2 separate regions of the Hordeum vulgare genome follow, and region 2 is linked to region 1. Evidence: chromatin contacts called from public Hi-C data. All regions are on one chromosome and are shown on one strand. The core of a region is the stretch at or near the end of the contact, and the rest is flanking DNA. Distances in the headings are between cores, read along the strand shown.

Evidence for each region. Hi-C and Micro-C count contacts between places; a contact is called where the count stands out from the background.
Region 2: a contact with region 1 is called in a Hi-C map of leaf, with 4 times the contacts expected there. The contact joins the promoter of LOC123425417 here to the promoter of LOC123424845 in region 1. A contact is called at or near these places in 2 of 6 Hi-C or Micro-C datasets (both in leaf).

The regions. Positions count from the first base shown.
Region 1 is chr2H:53,106,673-53,113,929 of MorexV3_pseudomolecules_assembly, forward strand. It overlaps LOC123424845 (pre-rRNA-processing protein ESF2-like), which reads left to right and starts at 5,497. Exons shown (of 7, transcript XM_045108541.1): 1 at 5,497-5,961; 2 at 6,684-6,735; 3 at 6,973-7,040. The coding sequence starts at 5,694. LOC123429530 (RNA-binding protein 48-like) reads left to right here and starts at 569. Exons shown (of 8, transcript XM_045113557.1): 1 at 569-650; 2 at 755-838; 3 at 964-1,044; 4 at 1,719-1,858; 5 at 1,969-2,065; 6 at 2,627-2,696; 7 at 3,042-3,104; 8 at 3,199-3,431. The coding sequence starts at 589. The coding sequence ends at 3,276.
Region 2 is chr2H:53,305,488-53,312,510 of MorexV3_pseudomolecules_assembly, forward strand. LOC123425417 reads left to right here and starts at 4,222. Exons shown (of 1, transcript XM_045109116.1): 1 at 4,222-5,496. The coding sequence starts at 4,222. The coding sequence ends at 5,496. It overlaps LOC123424847 (serine/threonine-protein kinase SAPK4-like), which reads right to left and starts at 3,562. Exons shown (of 6, transcript XM_045108545.1): 1 at 3,351-3,562; 2 at 1,409-1,510; 3 at 1,251-1,304; 4 at 998-1,090; 5 at 729-821; 6 at 1-357. The coding sequence starts at 1,477. The coding sequence ends at 280.

The DNA.
Region 1 (7,257 bases), core at 4,247-6,746:
TAATGCTGCTTGCATTGCACAAATGCAAGCGGGTTATATTAAGAGCAATATTACAAAGCATATTTCTCCTAAATTATTGTATCCCCGTGATCTGCAAGAGAAGGGGGAGATAAGTATTTTGCAAATGAAGTCATGCGATAATCTCGCTGATCTATTTACTAAGTCTTTACCAAGTTCTTTATTCCATAAGTCATGCTTGCATTGATTTTGCAATTTTTTCCCACAGGGTTTTGAAGAAGAATATTTAAAGGATGATCAGTCTCAAAGACAAGCGAGGATTAGGGAAAGTGTTAGGAGTTAAACTAATTCTATAATTAGGGATAATCCTCCCTTGTGTAAATTGCCGTCGGTTGCTTATGGCAACCGTTGGACACGCCCGCGCCCCCACGATTGGACGTGTCCATTCGTGACGACGGTTCTCCATGTATATAATCCTTGGATCATCAATGAAAAAGACACTTCGATCAATCTGTAATATTATTACAGTTAGATTGACCATTTTGCCCATGTGACCCACGAGTCGCGACTTCTCTCCGATCCCCCGCCGGCCGCACCCGGCCGCCCCACGCCCGGAATCCTGCCGGCGAGATGCCGCGCAGCCGCGACGAGCCGGCCGCCGTTCGCGTCTACACAGTATGCGACGAGTCCAAGTACCATTCCCCAGCCCTAAACCCAGCATCTCCTCCTCCGCAACGCTGCCGCTAATCCAATCCTTCTCCCTTCCCACTCGCCGCGGACCCCAAATCAACCGCAGGTACCTCATCGTCCGGAACGTGCCTTCTCTCGGGTGCGGCGACGAGCTCGGCACCCTGTTCTCGTCGTACGGGCCGCTGGAAGAGTGAGCCATCAGCGACCTGAAAATTCACTTGTTCTTCATGCTGACGTTTTGTGTTCGGTGCCTTCCGACTTTCGCTCTCACCATTTTCATCTTCCTTCGTGAGTGATGCGTTTGTTTTGGTTCAGGTGCAAGCCTATGGACGCCGAGGACTGCGAGGAGTACACCGACGTCTTCTTCATCAAGTTCTCGCAGGTCAGCAACGCGAGGTGACTAATGCGGGCGCGTATCTTTTTCGTTCAGGTGGAGTAGAACTTTTTGCTCCTATGTGGTGAATCGGTCATCAGTTGGTGGCTCTGGTTTACCGTTGTAGGCTTGTTTTTGTGGGCATGGTTTATTTGCTCCCTTTTAACTGTAATTCTCTGCTACTACTCTGCAAAAACGTCTTATATTAGTGTACAGAGGTTGCAATATTTATCTGATGACTGGGCAGTAATGTTTCTGAATATGTACTGAAGGATGTAAGTAGCATGTTCAATTTGTTGGAATGTCAGTGTTTCGTGCTTATGCAATTGAGTGAAAGAAACAGAGGCTTATTATTCAGCATAATTAATGGGATGAACTGAGGAAAGGTGATTTGGGTAGGCTTTCCAGAAGCAAAATTTAATAAGGTAGTATACTTTGATGCCACTATGTGTGCTTTACTTGTGAATTGGGATTACCAAGTTGTTTATCAAAGGAAGGGTTTGATTATTCCTTGGACCTACATGATTTAGTTCAGGTCTTGTGCTTCAGTCTTTGGCACTTAGGGTAGCAAATCTGAAGCCAATAGTTTTACCAACCACCTGTTTCGTATCATTTCTTTCATTAAAGTTCATATATTCCCTAATTCCTAATACTTCATTAACTGAGGAATCGGTGCTGTAATTTACTCATTTTGCAGGTTCGCAAAAAGGAAGTTAGATGAGTCTGTATTTCTTGGCAACCGGCTGCAGGTGTCATATGCACCTCGATTTGAGAGTATTTTGGATGTCAAGGAGAAACTGGAAGTCAGGAGAAACGAAGTCCTAGGCCGAATAAGATGTATGTCATTTTTTACGAAGATACATCTTTGTCTTAGAATTTATTATTGTGATGACAATATTTATTCCTTGGTACTTCAATGGTTTGATTTAGATATTTGCTTGCTTCAGCCTCTGTTGGAAGCAGATCAGAACGGTTAACTCAGTATTCTTCGGTGCAGGGATCTTCTAGTGGGAACTTGCATCATCATATGAGCCCCAATAAGAGGTTACCGTTTCACATGTTGTCATTTGTTTCTGCTCTTTATTTAGTTCTGTGGTATACAAATGATAATTAAAAGTTGGTCATAATTTGCTTGTCGATATTGTATTGCTTCAGAACTGAGATTGCTAACATGATTGATTCTGACCTCTGGTTTTAATATGGATAGTGGTGTATTAGTTAGCTTAGCTACACTAGCATGACCAAAGGAAATTAATACATATAAGATGCAAAGTAGTTAAGATGTTTTATTAGATGATACATGCAGTTACTTCTTCCATCAAGTTTTTTTGGCCATGCTTTCCCTGAGCTTCTATTATTCTCTTCTAGAACAATCAGTGTGAATATTCAGACCTAGCGGTATCATCCAAATTCAAGATATGGATTCTTTCTTCTAGGGAATAGATCATATACAGTCGTATTTTCACGGAGGATTTGTAAACAGAACTACACTGCTTACCTAATAAAAAGCTAAAAGTCCAGAAGAATACAATGTGACTGCTCTCTGAGAAAAAAGGTAAACACTTAGGTGACTGCTCCTCTAAAGATTTATCTTATCATATTCAGGGACTACACAAAGACACTTCATGCTTCTCATTTCGAAGATGTTCGTTTCAGCCATGTGTCCTCTAATAAGGTATGTGGTAGTAATGCAACTTTTAGGCTGAAAATCAAGTTGTTCATTGATGGAAATTGGGTTATATTGTAAGCATGCTAGATCATGCTTTAAGGAAATTTATTTTTAGAAAAGCATGGGAGAAACTTTGGTCAACTAAGATGCATTACAGTTGGAAAGCCAGCATTAGTGCACTTGCTCATGCTAAGTACTCTGGCGAGGGCAAAGTCTGTAACTATTTGGAGTCGTGGATATCCTGCATGTGCAATCTCAAACCCCTTTTTGCGATTTCATGGCTTATGATTTTCTTTCCTTTCATGAAATGCCTTTTGATCAATTTGTGGTGGATATGCCTTTTGATCGCAGGACTATTTCCCATCCGAGTCGATGAATGCAACTGTAAATCTTGTGAGGCAGAAGCTTGATAAGGTAAAAGTATATATGTGCTGCTGTTATCTATCGCTTAACATGGAACAGCCACACATGGATAAGCTAAGAAGAGTTCCATTTTTCGAAATAACAGGTACAGTCCGGTAGTGATGGTTCCAATGCTGTGGCTACATCCAAGAAACCAAGGGTCGATGGTCGTAGGCGCATTTGACTCACTGGATGGCGCGGAGCACGCGGTAGGAGTTATGTGGTTTACTCCACTTTGTAGCCTTCGTTTTGTGAATCGCCCTACTTGATTCTTAGAACTGGCCAGCTGAGATTGTTGTGTCTTTTCTCTTTATGCAAAAAATGATTGGCAATTTCTTACCTGATACAACTTTGAACTTTAGTTCCTCATACTCGATGTTTGTAAAAAAGAAAGAAAAAACCACTGAAAAATAACGAAGCAACGACGATGTGGTCGAGGAAGCATGTTCCTTTTTACCGCTGGAGGCATGCTAAACCTAATTAATTTTGATTGTTCAGTTTCATCTTGGATTGGAAACAACGAAATTACAAAAATGGTTTTCCAACATCCATAACATGGGACGAAGTAAGCCTAGCTTAGAGCATCTACAATGAGACTCCTACTTTCTCCCTAAACGTCCGTCCAGTTAATCCCGTCAAAACAGTTGACCTAACCATACCGCTCATTTGGTCTTTATACGCCTGGACTGACCAACACCCCTCGGGACCAAATGCAAGGACAATATGAGGATGCACCGATGCGCCGGGCACTGCATTTCATTTCATAGCGGTCTCACCTGCAGCCACCCAAAGAGGGAAAAAGTCCATTTTGAACCCTGAATTTGTAGAGGTTCGACGAAATGAATCTCCAACTCGAAATCCCTGTCGATTGCACCCTGAACTATGTAATCCTGGTCTAAAAAGAACCCTGGATTCTTTTGGCAAACTGGGATTGCTGACTTGACCGGGATTGAGCTGCGCACGCGCGGAAAAGACCGGGCCAGACCAGTCAGGCCCATCTCGCTATCGGATATCACAATATTTACGGAATTAAAAAAAGTAAGAAAAAAAGTTCATGAATTTTAAAGAAATAACCACTGATATAAAAAAAGTTCAACGATTTTGAAAACAAGTAAATGGATTTTCAAAATTTAAATTCAGGGATTTTCATAAACATTGTGAAGTCCACAGGTTATTTTATAGCACGTAGGAAGCACCTTAAAATGGTTTTTAACATATGATTAACATTTTTTTAGAATACATGTTAAAAATATTAATAAATCATATACATTTTTTTCTTCTTTCCTTTTTTTACTGTTTATTTTCACTTATATTATATAGAGTTCATTGTGTGTTGTTAAAATATTTATTGTATATTACGTGTGCATGTACGTGTATGTGTGGATTGTCATGGTGTGTATTATGCGTACCTGTAGGCTATTCGGGTTCATCGCCGGACCGGATTTGTCCCAACACACTGTAAGAAATATTTGAAAAAAGGTTCGTCATTTTTGAAAATGATTAACAAATTTAAAAAAATGCTGACCAGGTAGAGCTTAAGCTACAGTCTTAATATACTCACAACTACAAGAACAAATGCATGCATCACTCCGCAACTACAAGAAAAAATGTTCGCGCATCCAAAAAATATTTTCGAATTTGAAAAATGTTCCGATTTTGAAAAAATTCACGTTTTCTATTTTTGAGAGATTTTATAAAATGGTTCACATATTATAAAAAATGTTCATGTTTCAGGGAAAAAATTATTTGTTTGGAAATGTGTTGTCCGTTTTGAAATATGTTCTAAAAATATTAAATATGTTCGTGATTTTAAAACGGGCCGGCCCAAAAAATGAATCCCGGTTGACATGGTGCGAGAGTTTGATTTAGACCGGGATTGCATAGTTTAGGGTGCAATCGACCGGGATTTCGAGTTGAGGGTTTATTCCGTCCGATCAATACAAATTCGAGATTGAAATTGGACTTTTTCCCCTAAAGAGGAGGTTTCTTACCCGTGCCGTTGGATAGGGACCAAATGTTGACATATTTTCTGAATTTATTTCGGCTTCTTCCCTGCTATTCATTCATTGGTACAATGTGCCCGTCAACTACAAGGTGCTTGTGGCGACTTCATCCATCTTAAGTTTTGCTGGCCTATTCCCTTGGAGGTGTTCGTTCATAAGGGCAGAGTTACGTGCATGTGTTCATAGGGTGTTTTTTTTTAAACAAATCCATGACCCTTTTTTTTTGAGTGGTAACAAATCCATGACCTAAGAGCTTTTTTTAGGGACATGACCTGAGAGCTAACAGAAAAAAATATGCTCCAAGCAGCCGAGGCTAAAGCCCAGCCCATGTCCCTCTATGGAGGCCCACCTCGTAGGAGAGAAGTCAATCCCCCCCCCCCCCCCCCCCCCCCCAGCGGGCAGGAGCCTCTCCTTCCTCTTGTCTCATCCGGCCCAGCCTTCCAGCGCCCGCAAACCTAGCGTGCCGCCGTTAGTTCCACCACCGCCGCCAGCGAGCCCCTTGCCCCGACGAGCGACGCACTCGCCGACGTTCAGGCCGCCGCCACAAACGCCTCCACCACCCAGTGGGCGACCTTCAACCCGCCCGCGACCGCCACCCATGGCAGAGACCACCGAGAAGGAGTACCACGCCGACGAAGAGGAAGACGTGGTCGGAGAGGAGGAAGGAGGCACCGGGAGCGAAGGCGAGGAGGTTGGAGGGGCAGGAAAGAAGAGGAAGCGGCCTCTGAACAAGAAGAGCCTGGGCGGCTTCAGCAAGCGCGGGGTGTGCTACCTCAGCCGCGTCCCTCCCCACATGAACCCGTCGCACGTCCGCCAGATCTTCTCCAAGTACGGCGAGGTGCAGAGGATCTACCTCGTCCCCGAAGGTAATCCCCCCGTCATGAACTGAATTGTTTTTATGCTTTTACTAATTTGTGATGATACGGTACCAAAGCTAAGCGTTCATTTGAGGAACACAATAAGCTGAAAGCCCTACTCTTTCTTTCTTTTCGTGCGAATATGCAGAGGGCAACGCAGTGATGTTATTAGCTAGCCTAGGAAAACCGGAGAGAACAAACCATATTTATCTGATGTTCAAGTCTCCCTTGGATAATCAAGGGTGATGCGTGTAATCCCCGTGCAGAGCTTCTGCTGCAAATAGCATGCCTCAACGCGTGTAACAAGGCTGTATTTCGGTGGCAGAAGGCTGTTCACGGAGTTCTGGGTTTGTTTGTCTTGCTTGTATTTGTGAAAGCATTCTTCATTTCTTCTAGGGGGAGGGGGAAATTCAAACAGAACATGTCATCGAATGATAATCTTGTTTGTTTGTCTTGCTTGTATTTGTGAAAGCATTCTTCATTTCTTCTAGGGGGAGGGGAAAATCCAAACAGAACATGTCATCAAATGATAATCATGTTTTACATGCTGATTGCACATGTTGCTGCGGCAGTATTACGTGCAGCGACAGTGAGTTGTTTTTCCCGTCCCTCACGATTATACGCCTTAGAATGTGAAGTGCTCTGCTGCTCTTTAAAATGCTTACATATTTGTAAATGAAAAGAGCCCAACTTCTTAACTGTTATGTACTAATGTCATCTCTTCCCTCCAGGTCAAGGTCATCGAAAGCATAGTAACGTAAAAGCGAAGGCTTACTCCGAAGGGTATGTTATGAAAGTACATAGATGAGCTGCTTTGGAGAGACTTGCTAGATCCCATTTTTCGGTTTTATGCTGAAAGTCAAACATGGAGCAATACTTACCATTGTCTACTTATTGTATTTCTGGAGTAATCATGTAAACATATGGTAGATGATGTCTAGTATTTCACAATTTTGACATATTTTTATTGTTCTATTTGTTACTTGTATGGCCTTAATAATGTTCCTAAAATCTTTGTAGGTGGGTTGAGTTTGCAAAGAAAAGTGTCGCCAAGAGGGTGGCTAATTTGCTTAATGGTGAACAAATAGGTGTGTTCTCGGCTCTGTGTTTAATGTGTTTTATTCTTTCTATGTTACCGCTGGTTTACATTAGATGTACTGAACATGGATGATCTGTTCTTCCTTTTTATTGCCTGACCCTCAAAACCCTCAATTTTTGGCCTCAAAAGGGTTGCTTTTGTCGGCTCTGTCATGTTTGAAGAGCTATACAATGTGTGCTAGAGAGCTCAATTATTCTCGTCTGACA
Region 2 (7,023 bases), core at 2,972-5,471, 200 kb after region 1:
ATGGTGCATCCTCTCAAAACCAGCAACACTCCATGAATCCGACATCAAGCTGGCCATCTAGAAATGATGCGCCTTCAAATCTTGTGATCCATATGGGAATCGAACCATTTGAAGATCTCTCCATTCTCCAGGCTGGTAAATTCATGGTATGCATACGCAATATTCAACTCCTCCGTTACATGCCTCTCCAGCCGGAACCCCTCCGGCAAGACCTTCTTTTCCTCCGCCACGGCCTTCCTATTCCCAAAACAGCCATCGTCCATGATCCAAGTCCCTTCCTCACATTGATATTAATGTTGAATCGAATTCAACTTCCATAATCAAGAAACAAAACTGTGGGCTGTTAGATTCAACTTCCTACAAAAAATCAAAACCATAAACTCAAGCACATCCTGTACCATATCCTATCACGGTCTTGTATAATTTTTCATGTAGAACTTCAGTCAACATCACCTAAAGAGTTAGTACAACTTCTACTCCCAAATATGGTGCTCAACCAAACAACACTTTCAGGTTTGTTTTGCGTGGCAACTCATTCTTTTAAGTAATGCAGCATGTCTGCATCATGTATTTTTGTGCATGTCATGGTTGTAGCAAGATGAGTGAATCTATCCATACACAATGCCAAGACGAAGAACATAAGGGGTGTGCTCTCAGAAGATGTGCTTACAAATTTCAGAAACATAAAAACGCACATCATATATAAAGAAGGGTTTCTTTTAGGTCACCTTCCCATCATATTCCTGGCGACAAAGAACGTCCAGTGCAATGTATGCTGGTGTACCCACTGCAGACTTGGGCCTTGAATGTAGTACCGATGACTTTCACAAAATGGCAAAGGGTACAATGATTAGCAGTAAACAGCAACCAATTATTCTTATGCAGACTTGCAGAAACATGACAGGATTTATAGTGCATGTGCCCACACTCCTATCAGATTTGTTGTTAACAAAAATTGCTCAGGAAAAAGAAACTATAATGAGATTCGACAACCAACCTTGGAGTACCCAAAATCGCATATCTTGAACCGCGGAGCTGGGCTGCCATCCAAGAGAACATTCTCTAGCTTCAAATTCCTATGGCATATTTGCTGGCAAGCAGTAAAGTGATTGCAACATTTAACATATTTTCAGGTCCCACTCACATTTATTTGAAAAATCAGCGTTGGGACCTTCTACTCAAAGAAAGATGTGAACTGTAACTTGCTTGATGTCCAGCTAGTATGAGAGTAATTTATTGCTTCTCCATACCATGTGATGGCAGTAGCTTACGCCGCAGATCAGCTGCTGGAAGAAATATGTGGCCTGCAGCAATCAGAGGGGGGGAGAACGCTCAACAGTAAATTTCACTCTGGATTTCGAACTTGTGCTGGGCAAAGAAGATAGAAAGAAGGGTTGTAAATCGTGACCTCGTCCTCGCTGAACCGCCCACGATCAACTATTCGATCAAAGAGCTCGCCGCCGGCCGCGTACTCCATCACAATTGCAAGATGCGTCGGTGTGAGGATCACCTGTCGAATTTTTCAAGCACTCGCGATTGTCAGTTTCACATAGGAAAGGAAACACCTTGGTGCCGAAGTAGTGCAGAATAATCGAAATTTTTGCCCCGACAGTTATCCACGCCACCGTCTAGACTCTAATGAAAAAATGTTCCCGTCCAGTAGCAGTGCAGCAGATTAAACACAAAGGGAACGTGGCATGACAACACCTTGGCATTGCTGTTGCCACTTTTTCATTCCCATTTGTCCTATAAAACGGAACACGGTGAGAAAAAGGAAGTAGCTCACTTGGTGCCACCACAATGTCAGATTTCTCCTTAACGGTCGCAAATAAACTGACAAAGCCTTCAATCCTGACTAATGGGACAACAGTAACGCCAGCACTAACTGAAAAAATTGACAGGACTTTCACGACTTCATATTCATAGGATCTATGATTATCTGCATCTGGTCCCCACTGCATGTTCTATCCCTTATAAAGAGCCTATACCACACCCTTACTGGGATGTACTTCATATTTCCTCCGTTTGCCTTCCATGAAACAATATTTAAAAACATGAGTCTGTCTTGCGATATATCTGTTGTTCCTAAGCTAAAGCTTGCACAAGCAACGGGCAGTTCTTCATCAGACCATTTCTCCTCTGCTTCATTCATTGCAATGCGCTCCAGCCAAGTGAGATGAACTTTAAAGTTGGAGGCATCAAAACCTTTTATTTTAGCATAATATCTTGGCATGCCATCAAGGTTATCAAAAAGGGCCCAGATCTGACCAATTGCAAACAGATTAGCATCCCTCAACTTCTCAAAATCGAAAAAACTGCATCAGGGAAAGAAAGCTTCACATAATAACAAGGTTGATTCTGACCAACAGTATCTGTAACTTCTGCACTGATATTGTCCCGATCACCTATATCTAGAGTTTTAGCTTCCTCTTGGATGTCTACTTTGCCAAATACATCAGATGGAACCGATTGCCTGTCAACATTAGTGACATTATCATCAAATATTTCTTTCCCATTCAAGTCAGCATTAGATGGAAAATTATTCTTTCTTCGCTTCTTTTTCCTATTATAGTTGAGGCTGCTGCTGCCATCAGCATCTTGCGTCCTCCTAGCTGCCAGAGATCCTAGAACGGTAGTCATTTGCCTTGGCCTATATCAACAAAAACAACAAACACCGTCGGATCTATTCAGATCACAATAATCCAAGTCATGCACAACTGTAACATCATCTAGAAGCATTTGCTCCTCCTTAATCCGGTGATTAACGTCTGTAGCAGGATGAGGTAGCAACTGCTCATTCTCCACCTGCTCCTCGGCATCTTGCTTTAGCATTGCTTCCTCATTGTTTAAAAGCATTTGCTCGCTCTCGGGATGTTGATCACCATGTCCATGCTCATTGGCTCTCTGAGTTTATAGATATTCCAGATGGAAAATTTGGACAGCAGATTCAGATTTAGGCATCGACTCCTATTATTAATTCCTTTCTTCAGTCAGCACGGATATTTCAGCTCAAGCAAGCCACTTTTCTCACTGAGTGTTTGCCTCTAGCCAAAGCTGCTGCAAGTAGAAGACTCGACTCTGACGATGTACATTGGACAGTCAGGCGCTCGCTAGCAGAATTTTTCTCCATCTCCATTCAGTTGCAGCCATCTGTTTATCATATATCCAGGATGCTAAATGGTATTGCACACAATGTGGTACATCAGGTTCTCAATTCCTCGATGGAACCTATCTTTGGACGTAATTATTCAGCTCAGGATTAAAAGATTGCCTGGCATGCATGATTTAGATAAGAACTACCAGAACAGCGAGCAAATGCTTGTAAATCGGAGGTTCAGATTCCTACTTACTTTGCGGAGCCTCCATTTCACCTGTCACTTGAAGTTCAGTTCCAATCGCGTAGCCGGCGGGGGCGGAGATCTCGGGGCGGGGGCTGGGGATGGGGTTGAGGTGCTTGGGGTCGTCCCTGGCGTGGAGAACGTGGTGCTGTTTGGGGCTGGGGGTCTTCCCGGGCGTGCTGAACGTGCTCGGGGAGGACGCCCTGCGCGACCACGTCGTGGGCGGCCAGGCGGCCGGCCTCGAGGAGCACGTCGGTGCGCCAGCGCCGCTCGGCGCAGGCGACGAGCGCGGCCGCTGGCGGCGGGAGGGGCTTCTCATCCAATCGGCGCGAGGGCGGCGGCCGTTCGGGGCTGCTGCGCCTTGGCGGGGGCAGCGGGTCGCGGGCCCGGCGCTGGTGGTGGTGGTGCGGCCGCGGGGAGGGCGGCGGCAAGGGCGGCGGGGACCGTCGGCGGTATCGTCCTCCCGATGACGGCGACGGCGGGGGCGGCGGCTCGCGACCTCGGGTGCATCGGGCCCTAGGAGGGGCAGACGGACGGGAAAGCCTCTCCCCCCGCGGCATGGGCCGGCTGCAGCGGGGTCCGGCAGGGGACGGTTGCGGCGGCATGTGGCGGGGATGGGGACTGCGGCGGGGGCCGGTGGCGCGCGATAGGTGGAGATGCGTCGGAGGTGGAGATGCAAGGCAAGGTCACCGTGCGTTTTTTTTTCTTTTCTCTTGCCTGTAACGATTTGATTAACTTATCAGAGGACTGCGGGTTGAATACCAATAAACATAGAGGGTTTTCTGCAAAATTGCCACGACGGACGGCAGAAGCGCTTCGCGCTTTATTACTAGGGGAGATATATACTACTGCCAAGAAAGGAACCGTACGTCTCCCCTTGGCGATGGAGGACGGGAGGATCCAGACGACGCCGGATCTGCCGCAGGACATCTTGATGGACATCTTCACCACGTTCGAAATCCCCGACCTGGTGCGTGCCGGCTCCGTGTGCGCCTCCTGGCGCTCCGCCTACCAAACCCTGCGCAACCACGGGCTGTACAAGCACTCCCAGACGCCATGTCTGTTCTACACCTCTGAGTCCGACGCCGAGAACACCGCGCGTCTCTACAGCCTCGTGGAGAAGAAGGTGTACAGGCTAGCTCTCCCGGACCCGCCTATCCGCACCAGAACTCTGATTGGCTCCTCCCCTCAGGGCTTGCTGGTTACGGTCGATGACAAGTCCGAGATGCACCTTCTCAATCCCATCACCGGTCAACAGATTGCCCTGCCGTCGGTGATCACCATCAAGCAGGTGAAACCCATATACGATGGCTCTGGCGTCCTCCGCATGTATAGATACTCAAATCATGTTCTCGAGCCGCCATCAGACCGTCCTCTTAGCGAGCTGCGGCACCAACTCCATCACAAGGCTTTTGTGTTTTCTCTTTCTGATGATGCATCATCCTCACAAGGAGGAGGAGGAGGAGGAGGAGAAGGATACATTGTGGTGCTAATTCACAACCCGTCTTGCCAGCTCTCCGTTGCAAGGGTAGGGGCTGACAGCTGGACCTGGTTGCCAATGCCACCTCACACATCCTATGCCGACTGCATGTATAAGGACGGCGTCATGTATGCAGTGACTTTCAAGGGACAAATCCATGGCTTCCATCTTACAAGCCATGCACCTGTGGCCACCATGAAGATGATTATGGAGGAACCAATGACTTTAAGATATCTTAGTACGTATATCATACAAGCTCCATGCGGTGACCTTCTGCAGGTTTGGAGAAAATTTAACTATTATGATTTAGAATCTACGCCCAATACAACTGTGTTTTGGATTACCCGCAAAATTAGAGTATATAAAGTTGATGCCGCAATGAACGTACTCGAGCCAACCAGTTGCTTGCACGGCCATGCCTTGTTTCTTGGGCATAATCAGTCACTTTGTCTTAGTACTGAAGAATACCCAGCTCTCAAGGCGAACCATGCCTACTTTACTGACGATAACAAAATTTGGACAATGGGACTTCAGAATAAGCGCCGTGATCTGGGAATCCTCAACTTGGATAATAACAGCAGGGAGGAACTTGTGTCTCCTCAGCTTTGGTCCAACTGTCCGGCCCCCATATGGATTACACCAAATCTCACAGAGATAAGTTTTCCTTTAGATAATTAGTTTGGAGTTCTTCCTTTTGTACCAAAAAATCATCTAGTTCGTTAGTAATGGTGGTGGTTCGTGATCTGGGTTTTACTATATGTACACGCCAGAAATTTCTAAAGAGAATGCTGCAAGTTTATTCTACTACTTGTAATTCTCAGTTTGTTTCCTCTTATAGTTCTCTGTTTTTCCTTTTGCGGTTTGTTTTTGTTTCAAACATAAGATGATTCAATTGGGAGCAAAAATGCTAGACATACAAAGAGTTACACAAGGTTACACGCTGACTAGGATTCTTTCAATCAAAATCCACCTCTTTGTAAAACCTATGTAAACTTATGTATGTGTAGCATTGCTGAATTGGGACAGAGGTCTTGGTCTTGAATCTTAGAGAGTACCTACAGCAGGACCCACTACTTCTTCCCGAAACGCCCGCCTGGTTGGTGTATAGTAAAAAAAAAAGGTCTTTTACCACTCTGCCGTTAGGTGCACTTATAAAAATGCCCTTTCCCACTATCGTCCGATCAACGTGCTTTGACAGCTATCTCAAAGTTTGCTGGACATTTTGCCTTTGCCTCCTTATCTCACTAACATGTGGGTCCCACAAAAATAGAAGGAAAAAGCACTCTCTTCCTCACTGGTTCTCTCTCTCTCACACGTACGATGGCCGCCGGGGCTCACCGGGGTGAGGTGCTCACAACTTTGACCCCCCTTCAACCTCTCTCTCTCTCGTATGCGCTCTCTCTCTCTCTCCTCTCTCCTCTTGCTAAATTCCTCAAGGTGAATCGCTGCTCCCTTGCCCTGGTTTAGGTTGCGGCTTGCACGGAGGGCACCATTGCTCGGCACCAGCTCGAGCCTGAAGACCATGTCCAATTGAATCGCTAGTCGCCTATCTTCCGCCCCACATGGTTAATTTGGGAGGGGGCTGCACATAGATGCTCAGAACCCTAACCTACACGACGACCATCACTCTTCGTCTCCTAAATTCGACCGCTCCGACCAACTGTAGAACACCCCGACCACCCTGTCGTCTTCTTCATGACCTTACGACCCGAATCCCCTCTTCTCCTACTCGATTTCATGCCCGAAGCACCTTGCCCGAAGTCGGCCTCCATGACCGAGTTCGACTAGATAGGTCGTGCACGTGCCAACCTACACCTGACGCGCCCCAGTGTGCTTGGAGTGCCTCCCGTAGCTTCCCTGCGCCTCGCGCCCTCCGACTCCGGACACATTCTCTGAGCTGAGGGCGAGCCACCAACGAGCGCAACCATTCAGGACCGGGGATGAGTTCCTGCGTGGACCAGTGTTAGCCCTAACGCTGGGTCCCTTGGCCCACATGTCAGGGAGGGAGATATTATGAGAAAGAAAGTTTTTTATTTATATTTATTTTGGTTGGGCCCACTAGTAAGTCAAAGAGAGGAGTGGGAGAAAGTGTGTACTATTTTTTCTTTTTTCTAGCTTGGTGTAACAGCCCGGAAGCGACACTCCAGAAGATTCCTTTTCATTACATTGTTGCCGTGTGATTTAATAGGTTGTCGCATTCATAAT